Linked DNA regions of Hordeum vulgare: all the other regions are linked to region 3. A link is a contact called in public Hi-C data. All regions are on one chromosome and are shown on one strand. The core of a region is the stretch at or near the end of the contact, and the rest is flanking DNA. Distances in the headings are between cores, read along the strand shown. Region 1 holds the start of LOC123395993 (putative FBD-associated F-box protein At5g56390). Region 2 holds the start of LOC123396566. Region 3 holds the start of LOC123399773 (SEC14 cytosolic factor-like).

Region 1 (2,832 bases), core at 266-2,765, 150 kb before region 3:
GTGCTCCATTGCTGCTCCTCCACAGGCGACAAACGCTCCATTGCAGCTTCCCCGCCGTCGACGAGCGCTCCTCCGTGAGAGCACGAGGCTGCATTGCAGCGCAATCGAGGTTGCAATGCAGCGCAACGACCGTGGACAAGTTTTTGTGTTGCATCCTAGTTGTCGTGGACGAGCTGCTTCTTTGCAGCACTGACTCGTGGCTCTCGTCCACGAGCGCCGTTTTGCATCGCCAACTGCAAACCTCGGACCCCCTACCGCTGTGGTGGTGTTCGCCATGGCTCCCCTCCATGGACGCTTCTTTGCAGCTTTGCCGCCTCCAACGATGCAACCGAGGAGCTTCGACTGCTAATGCCAATGGCCGATGTCCAATTCTTCTAATTCCTAGTTGTTTTGGTAGTGCTGGTCGTGACTCCTCTCGTCTCGCGATGGATGCAAGAAAAAGAGACCAGAAAGAAAAATGTGTGGAGGAGCAGCTTCGTAGAGGTAGAGAACTAGAGATAGGATAAGGTTGGCTGATTGGGAGAAGGAGAAAGCGGTGGACAACCTGGGCACGTGGCGCTCGGAGAAGAAGGCTTACGAGGAAGAGAGATCAGTCAGATGATTTTAAACGTTTTCCAAAAGAATAAAGTTTATGATTGTAAATAAAAAAATTTAAAGCATGCACGGTCATTGTCCGCCGACGCGTTCGCGGCCGACCCAAATTTGCAGGTTGATGCTTAATCGAAGACCAAGTAATGCGGAGCAAATAATCAAATGCGAGAGTATGTGGCAAATGGCCAAATGCCCTCATGACGAGTGTGTTACCGGACCGAGATCCAGTAACTTCACTTCATGGAGTCACGCTGCAACTTTACCTTCCTAATCTCCGTCCAATTCGCATCCTAAGTCCAGATCATACAAAGGCAAACGACCTCAGCACTTAGCAGTTTTCGACGAGGGCGGGCTGAAGAAAATACTTCGCGGGCTTCTCTTTTGATATCTTTATGATGATATGATTTAGTATCTTTAAAATTGTTAGGTAGTATTTTGGACAGTGTTAACAACAGTATTTTGGGGGTCCCTTAGTCTTTTTTGGCTTAAATGTACAAGTGAAATGACATGTTTGTGTAAATGATTATTCAACGTTGGTACTTGTTGATGTAACATTCGGACATTATGCGCTGTGGCCTTTTAATATCATGTTCTATCGGATTTGGTGTCAACTGCAATTGGTTTATTCAACTTTGATTGCATAATGCACTACCGTATAATCTATTCAATTTTGATTCGGTGTCAACTTCAGTTCTTTATTTTTTGAGTTTTAATCTGTTTAAATAAAACTGAATTCAAGTGCCACTGCATCGTTGTTTGTAGCTAGTGTGTATTGTTGTTTGCTGCTAGGCTGAAAACTAAGTGCTGTGGGTCTTTCCCCTTGTGTGATCTGAACCGTAAGATGTTAATTGGACCGAGATTAGAAGGGTAAAGTTGCAGCGTGACATGAAGTCACTGTCATGTCACTGGATCTCAGTCCGTGTTCGTGTTTACCATGGTGCGGCAGCATCTACACAGCTCCTCCGCTCAGCTTTTCGCGCAAAGAAAAGAACTCCTCCGCTCAGCTCCGGCGACTCCTGTCCTCTCTCCTACTGCCCCTCCGCACCGCCCTGCCCCTTCCGCTTCCCGAGAAACCAAACCGTAGCCTCCTTCGACCATGCGAGATGGTCTGCGGCCGCGGCGCCAGCCGCCTCCGCCGGCCAAGGAGACGAAGGCGGACGGTTCCGGTCCTAATACTTCCAAGAAGAGGAAGCTAGCGGGACACCAGCGCCGTGAACAGGTGCCGACGGCAGCAGTGGGCCTGGTCATCCACGAAGAGGTTCTAGCACCGCCGGCGGGGGCGCCAGATCCGAAATCTAGGTCGACGGACAAACCGCCCGCCGGAGGGGAGGTAGACGGAGGAGCCGTCGACCGCATCAGCAACCTCCACGACGATAACCTCCGCCACATCGTCTCCCTCCTCCCCGTCAAGGACGGCGCCCGCACCCAGATCCTCGCGTCCCGGTGGCGCCACGTCTGGCGCTCCGCCCCTCTGAATCTAGACTACCGTGAGTTCCCCTCCGGCTGCTTGCCCCCTTACAACGACACCCGCATTGCCGTCATCTCGCACATCCTTTCCTCCCACCCGGGGCCCGGCCGCCGCTTCTGCATCGAACCGCGCTTCCTCCGCGCCGCGGAAGCTACCCTCGACGCCTGGCTCCGGTCCGCCGCTCTGGACAAATTGCAGGAGCTTGAGACCGGCTCTACTGTATGGATTACCCCGATGCCAGCGTCCACATTCCGCTTCTCGGCCACCCTCTGTGTTGCCACCTTGAGAAAATGCAGCCTCCCTGACGACATCGTCCAAGGGCTTCACTTTCCCCTGCTTAAGCAGCTCGGGCTTGATACTGTCCGCATCACGGAGTTCTCGCTGCACAGCTTGATTGCCGGATGCACACCTGCTCTGGAGTGCTTGCTGATCGACCGATGCTCAGGCTTCCGCAGCGTCTGGATCAACTCCCTTAGCCTTATAAGCATCGCTGTGCGTCCTGGATGCCATTTGTTTCAGGAACTCATCATTGAGAATACCCCTTGTCTTGAGAGGTTACTCCATCTTGATTTTTCCATTGGTATCCATGTATCAATAGTCTCCGCGCCTAGGTTGCAGACCTTAGGCTGCCTTTCTGATATCACCTTGCCTACATTGGCGGAGAGCTTAAGCGGCATTTCTGGTGGGTTTCGTAACTCAGATCAGGATCGTCTCCCCATGTTCGTGTTTGGCTCCACAGTTATTAAGGTACCTTCCTGAAGCTTCTCGATTGC
Region 2 (2,962 bases), core at 420-2,919, 230 kb before region 3:
CCGTGCGCCCAGTGGAAGCGCATCTCGAAGGCCAGCATGTTGTACAGCACCGCCGCGCTGTACTCGTGGACGTGGAAGCACGGGATGCTCATCACCGCCACGGGGCTCGCCGGCCGGCTCCAGAACGACATGTCGAGATCGCCTTGGCAGGTCGACGCCGCCGCCTGCCGGAACCACACCGCCGAGTGCCGCAGCTCCACGGAGCAGGGGAACAGCCGCTCCGACTCCTTCTTGATCTTGAGGAGCTTCAGCGGCGTGGAGAGGATGCAGTACTTGTTAACCGGCACGCGGGACCAGTGGAAGAGGTGCAGGACGTGGTGGAACTCCGCGCCCGCCGCGTCGCGGGCGAGGCACGCCCGCTTTGGGCAGATGTCGTCGAAGCAGCCGAGCACCACCTCCTCGACGGAGTGGCGGAGCTTCAGCCTGCCGCAGGAGGCGACCAGCAGCTTGACGGCGGCGAAGGGGACCTGGTTCTCGAGCACTAGCATGTCGAGCTTGATCTGCTCGGCGTGCTGCGCCACGGCCATGTAGAGAATGAAGTACTCCCTGTTGATGGACGCCGCCCGCGCCGCGCTGTCTGCGTCCTCGCCGACGCCGGCCTTGCTGAGCATCATGCTCACGACGAGGACGAAGCAGCTGTCCAGGAGCAGCATCTGCAGGAAATTCTCCTCGTCGTCCAGCAGCGCCTTGTCCACCCCCGCGTCCGCGTCGTCGTCGGCGAACTCGTCGCGGAGGCGGTCGCGCTCTCCCGACAGCGCCGCCACGTAGGCGTCGACGTCGAGCCCGCACTGCTCCTGCAGGTACCGCATGAACGGGAGCTTGGCGTCGTCGGGGAAGGGGAGGCCCCGGTCGCCGCGGTGGAACGGCCCGATGGCCACGGCGCGCACCGCGTGGAGCGCCTCGGCGCCCGCGACGCGCCGGGTGCGCGGGCGGAGGATGGTGCCCGAGCGCTCGGCGAGGTACCACAACATGGGCGTCCGCGCGATGAGGTCCCTCATCACGGCCTTGTTCACCGTCGCCGACGTGAGCTTGCGCAGCCACTTCCGCCCGGCCTCGCCGTCGACGGCGTCCAATGGTTTCGCCTCCGCTGCGATGTCAATGTCGATGCTGTGGTGGTGACCGGCCAGGGAGCTGCTCAGCTGATCGCCCTCCATCGCGATTTGATTTCCCAATCGAATGTTCACGGCTTAGTTTTATGTTACAAGAGGGAGTTAACTACGTAGTTCCCGGTTGGGACTGGAGACATATTGGCGACAAAGAATGTGACAGACATCAGTAAGGATTCTTGCTAACATTCTTGCTGATCGATAGTGGACAGCAGAAACAGGCCAGAACTCTATTTATCTAATCAATAATGGCGCTCGTCTCTGGATTGCCTTGCCATGATGTATGATCATACAGAGAAAAGGGGAAATTGAACATGACACCTTTGTCCGGCTGGTTGTTCATGTCTGGTGGGAAATACGTAGTTCTCTGCTTATTTGGTAGCATGGGACTCTTAACCACTTGGCTTGGGTCCTTCTCTGGATCGAATTTTGGTCTATATTTCCAATTTCATGCTGCTTAGTTTTAGTTTGTGACGACTTACCTCTAGCTTGCTTGTACTCCGTAGTATTTAATTCTTTTTCTAGTTATTCGTCTTACTTTGTGGTGATGTCATCGCAATTCCTTGATCAAATATCAGTCAAATGCTCAAATTCAACTTCCATTTCTCTCTGAAAATCTGTTTGACAAAAAAAATATTATAAAGCCTCGATCAAAACATACAAGACATCCTAGAATTCAATGCATCCCAGCCAACGTCATAAAGCATACAGCCATGGCCAAAGTACAACCGGAAAGTACGAAGTTTTGTTGGGGAGCAGCACAATAATCTCCACGACAAAAATAAGAGCAACTAGGCTAATCCGGGTCAGGAAGAGGACGAAGCCGCGGGGTTGAGCTGGATGACATGCGTGCGGCAGCTCCACTCAATGCAGTTGCAATCATGTCGATGGAGAGTTGGTCATTGCGCCGACTAAGCGGACGCCATAGCTATAGAAAACCACACAGTTTGAAAATTGCATCAGTAGCACGGAAAGTGATAACATGCTTGATCACAAGCTTATTACGAGCATTTCATAAGGTCCAGAGGAGGGCACCGATGGTGACCCAGAGGATCAGTCTCACAGCAGCGTCGTGCTACCGAAGCACTTCGGCAAACACCTCGGGAAGGTTGTCGATGCACCAACTGCCACCAACTGCCTCCCGCAAGCAACTCCACAAGAACCTAGCAGCAGGGCAAGTGAAGAAGATGTGGTTACAGTCCTCAGCGACCATACACAGAGGACACATTCCGTCGGACGGTCCATGTCTCTTCAGCACTTCGGTCCCAGAAGGGATCCGTCCATGCACCAGCTGCCATAAGAATATACGTATTTTTAGCGGCAACTTGAATTCCCATAAGATATTCAATTAGATCGGCCCCGGAGTTGGCAAGATTGTCTGATACAGAGATTTGGTGGTGAACCGTCCATTAGGCTCAAGCCGCCAATGAATAACATCGTCCTCCAGGGACGGAGTGTGTAAGGCTACACACTGGACTAACTCGTCCCAGAGGTCCCGCTCAACGAAACCGAAGGACCTCGTGAATGCGATACCCACAAGGTTGGGTAGCGCACCTGCAACGGAGATGAATCGTTGCACGTAGATGCAGAAGAGCGGTTGGAAATGAAAGGCGAAGTCATGTGGGCCGCACCATCGGTCAAGCCAAAATAACGTAGAGTTGCCCCTCCCTACGTTAATAGATGAGCCTATCCGTAGGACCGGAAACAACCGCACAATGGACCGTCAGAACTGCGATCCCTCAGACCTAGAGGCGAACGCCAGAGGCTGTCCACGTAGGTACTTCGCCCGCACAATATCCAACTATAGGCCCCCTCACCGGAGTGCAATATTCATCCGTTTGGATGAAATAATCCCA
Region 3 (3,003 bases), core at 437-2,936:
AAAAACAAGGTGCGTCAAGATCAAACGACGGCAACTTCTCCGGCCATTAACTCGCGCCCGCTTAGCTCCACACGCTGCCTGGATACGTATGGTAGCCAAAGTTTAGTTTAGTCCTCGCGTGTGGAGTAGTAAACGGTGCAGACTGCACAGTTTAGCTAGCTCTCCTACCAGTGCGATCATGGGCTCGTGGCGTGCTTGACCTCGCAAGGTCTTTGTCCATTCTAGTAGCGTGCTTGGAAGCAACACTCCAGCAAGCCGGCAGGCACGACTTGAATACAAAGGAAAACAGCGTTGGAGCTCCAAACAACGAACATGGGAGGCGCCGCACCGACAAAACAGTTGTGTCTGATGTACCAAAGCTGCTTTCTTTCGTTCTTTTTTTCTTCTTCTTCTTCTTCTTCCCGTCCATAGCATAAGTACCGAAATCGCAATTAGGACCTAACGGAAGTAGTGGTGCTTTTTTAGATCGAGGAAAGTGCTGGCGCCTCCCACATCTAATGAGAAGGAAAGAAAAATGTCTCCATGCCACTGACGCGAATAAAAAAATGAAATAAGAAGTGATCCGAAAGCATAGTTTAGCTACGGATCTCTATCATGGTGACGAAGGGCACACAAACGTCAGCTGTATGGGTGGGGGAAAGGAAAGGGTCCTTGCTAAAAACACCGAAGTGACATGATAAGAACTAATAAGAGAATTTGAAGCAAGAAACAGAACCAGAAGCACAATTAAGCTCGGAATCACAAAGTATAATAAGCTGTTGAAGATCCAAAACGTTTCATCATCTGCTAACAAGTGGCGGGACAAGATGTTTTTCTTACGAACGGGAGCAAGGAATGAGCTAAGAGAAAGTCACATGGCAAAGAAAATCTCTCGGATTTGATCGAAATTTTGAAGCAAGAACAAGGCTAATCGAAACCTCGGCTGAGCTCTGGAGAGGAAGACAAGTTGCAAGATCCAAACATTAACCAGCTGCTACGAAGCCAGCGAATCTGCCTAAGGACGAACCGAGCGAAACGAGAAGGCCGCGCGGCAAGCAACCCCAAAAATCCACCGGGAATGGAAACCGGCACACGACAACAGAGGCACAATCTAGACGTAATTCAGCTACGACCGACGCATGTCCGGCGACGTCAGCACCAAAACAGGGAAAAAATATGCAGCAGAGTGAAGAGAGATCCAGCAAGGGCGGACGGCGGAGCAGATCGGCACCTGGAATGTGGTCTTGAGCGGCTCCTCCACTGCAGGAAAGCAAGGGCGCATCTCAGCGAAGCAAGAACAATGGAAAGAGGGAAGAAAGGCCCGCTTTCATTCCATTCCCTTCCCTGAAACGAACGATGGAAAAGGGAGGAGCAAGAGATGACTCACGCTGCTCCATGAGCGCGGAGAACTGCTTGACGGACTCCTCCGAGGCGGCCGCCATTGCCGGCGACGGTCGTCGCGAGAGACTTGCGGGGGGCCTCTGGAGCTGGAGGAGAGGTCAAACCTCAAACGGGGAGAAAGCAGAGAGAGAGAGAGTCTTGTTTGCCTTTTGAGCTCCCCCCCCTGCCTGCCAGCAGCCCTCGGTGGTCCGAGGTGACGCTGCGGCGCTCTGCTCCCGCTGCACGGTGCGTATGCGTGGGGGCTGAGGGGGAGGAGGAGCAGGAGGAAGGCGCTGCTGCTTAAGAAGGAGGAGGAAAGGGACAGCAAAGCCCGTTTTATTTTCGTTTCCTCGCTTGTTTATTTCGGGGTTTAAGTTGGCTTAGGCTTGCTGCTTTTCTGTAAAAGCGGCTGGTAACCACCGCTGTTACTGCAGCTGCGTCTCGTTAATCATGCCTGTTTGTTTGAGAACTCCGGGACTTTTTTTAATCCTAACTTAAAAGTCTCTAGTCCCTATCCATTTGTTTCCAACGACTAAATAGGGACTAGAAGTCATTAAATGACATGCAAAAAGACGATGTTACCCAATGACATGTTAAAAGTAGGTACATTGTTGAAAAAAGTGTCAAAAAAGTCAAAAAGACCCTCCACAGGGACTTTTCCAAATAGTCTCAAATACCCCTTTTAGTTCCTAAAAATTCCTCCTATTTGTTTCACATGAGATTTTTTTAGACTTTCTTTTAGTCCTTACATCAAAAAATCTCTAAAAACAAACACGTCAGGCCGATGCTTTTGTGTTGGGAGTACGTGCACTGCTGTCTGACCTCGTGAGGCCGAGTATAAACACGTGGAACCGACTGTTCCACTGTTAGGCCGAAAGCTGCACTGTAGTTCGCATTTCTTTTTTCTTCGGCCAATTTGGAAAGCTTTATTCAAACAAAGGCATCTCTCGTACAATTAGGCAAGACTTGTCACTAGGGAACCAGGAGTCTCATCGTGCTACCTCTTGGCCACGTTCAGTATGCAAGCGCGCTTGGCGCAAAGATGCGCTGGAACATTCATTGAAAGATTTACATGTTAAATGTCAAATAATAGAAAATATCTAGCTAGCTCTTCAATTGTGAAAAAAATAAGAGACATAACCGAACGAGAATTGTGACGAGTGTTTTAAAGATCAACCATCTCTGGTCGGTCTACCTTCATGATCATATGGGTAAGGCCACACAATTTTTGCAAGCGGCGCACCATCCCTTGTAGACAAAGCTGCACACATATATAAGGCTGCGTTTGGAACGTTGTTTTTTTCTACACTTGTAATATTTTACACTTGTATTATACTAGCCTACAATCAGAATACATGTCATGATTGTATTTCCATTCCGCTTCCCAGCTTCCGTTTGGATTGTTGTTTTTCTCCCACCCTTGTAACCTGGCTGCCATAGCCTAAATTTTCAAAAGCACAAACTTTTAGGTACGGTGGTAACATTGCAAATTCAGGTCATTCGTACTGACTGTACTTCCATAAATTTGAGTTCTCATTCCCCACAAATTAGCATGAGCCAGGGCACAGGCGCACATCCAGCATCACAACTCTGTCGTGCTGTTACCTCCAGCAAATAAAATCACAGATCCACACCCAAATGGTG

What was found. Hi-C and Micro-C count contacts between places; a contact is called where the count stands out from the background.
Region 1: a Hi-C map of leaf shows a contact between it and region 3, with 2.5 times the contacts expected there. The contact joins the promoter of LOC123395993 here to the promoter of LOC123399773 in region 3. A contact is called at or near these places in 3 of 6 Hi-C or Micro-C datasets (leaf and seedling) and 1 of 1 datasets of contacts at active chromatin or transcription factors (embryo).
Region 2: a contact with region 3 is called in a Hi-C map of leaf, with 4 times the contacts expected there. The contact joins the promoter of LOC123396566 here to the promoter of LOC123399773 in region 3. A contact is called at or near these places in 2 of 6 Hi-C or Micro-C datasets (leaf and seedling).

Annotation. Positions count from the first base shown.
Region 1 is chr5H:365,659,472-365,662,303 of MorexV3_pseudomolecules_assembly, forward strand. LOC123395993 (putative FBD-associated F-box protein At5g56390) reads left to right here and starts at 1,516. Exons shown (of 3, transcript XM_045091018.1): 1 at 1,516-2,806. The coding sequence starts at 1,688. It overlaps LOC123395884, which reads right to left and starts at 678. Exons shown (of 1, transcript XM_045090913.1): 1 at 1-678. The coding sequence starts at 276.
Region 2 is chr5H:365,584,684-365,587,645 of MorexV3_pseudomolecules_assembly, forward strand. LOC123396566 reads right to left here and starts at 1,670. Exons shown (of 1, transcript XM_045091468.1): 1 at 1-1,670. The coding sequence starts at 1,154.
Region 3 is chr5H:365,809,974-365,812,976 of MorexV3_pseudomolecules_assembly, forward strand. LOC123399773 (SEC14 cytosolic factor-like) reads right to left here and starts at 1,687. Exons shown (of 11, transcript XM_045094156.1): 1 at 1,367-1,687; 2 at 1,211-1,239. The coding sequence starts at 1,421.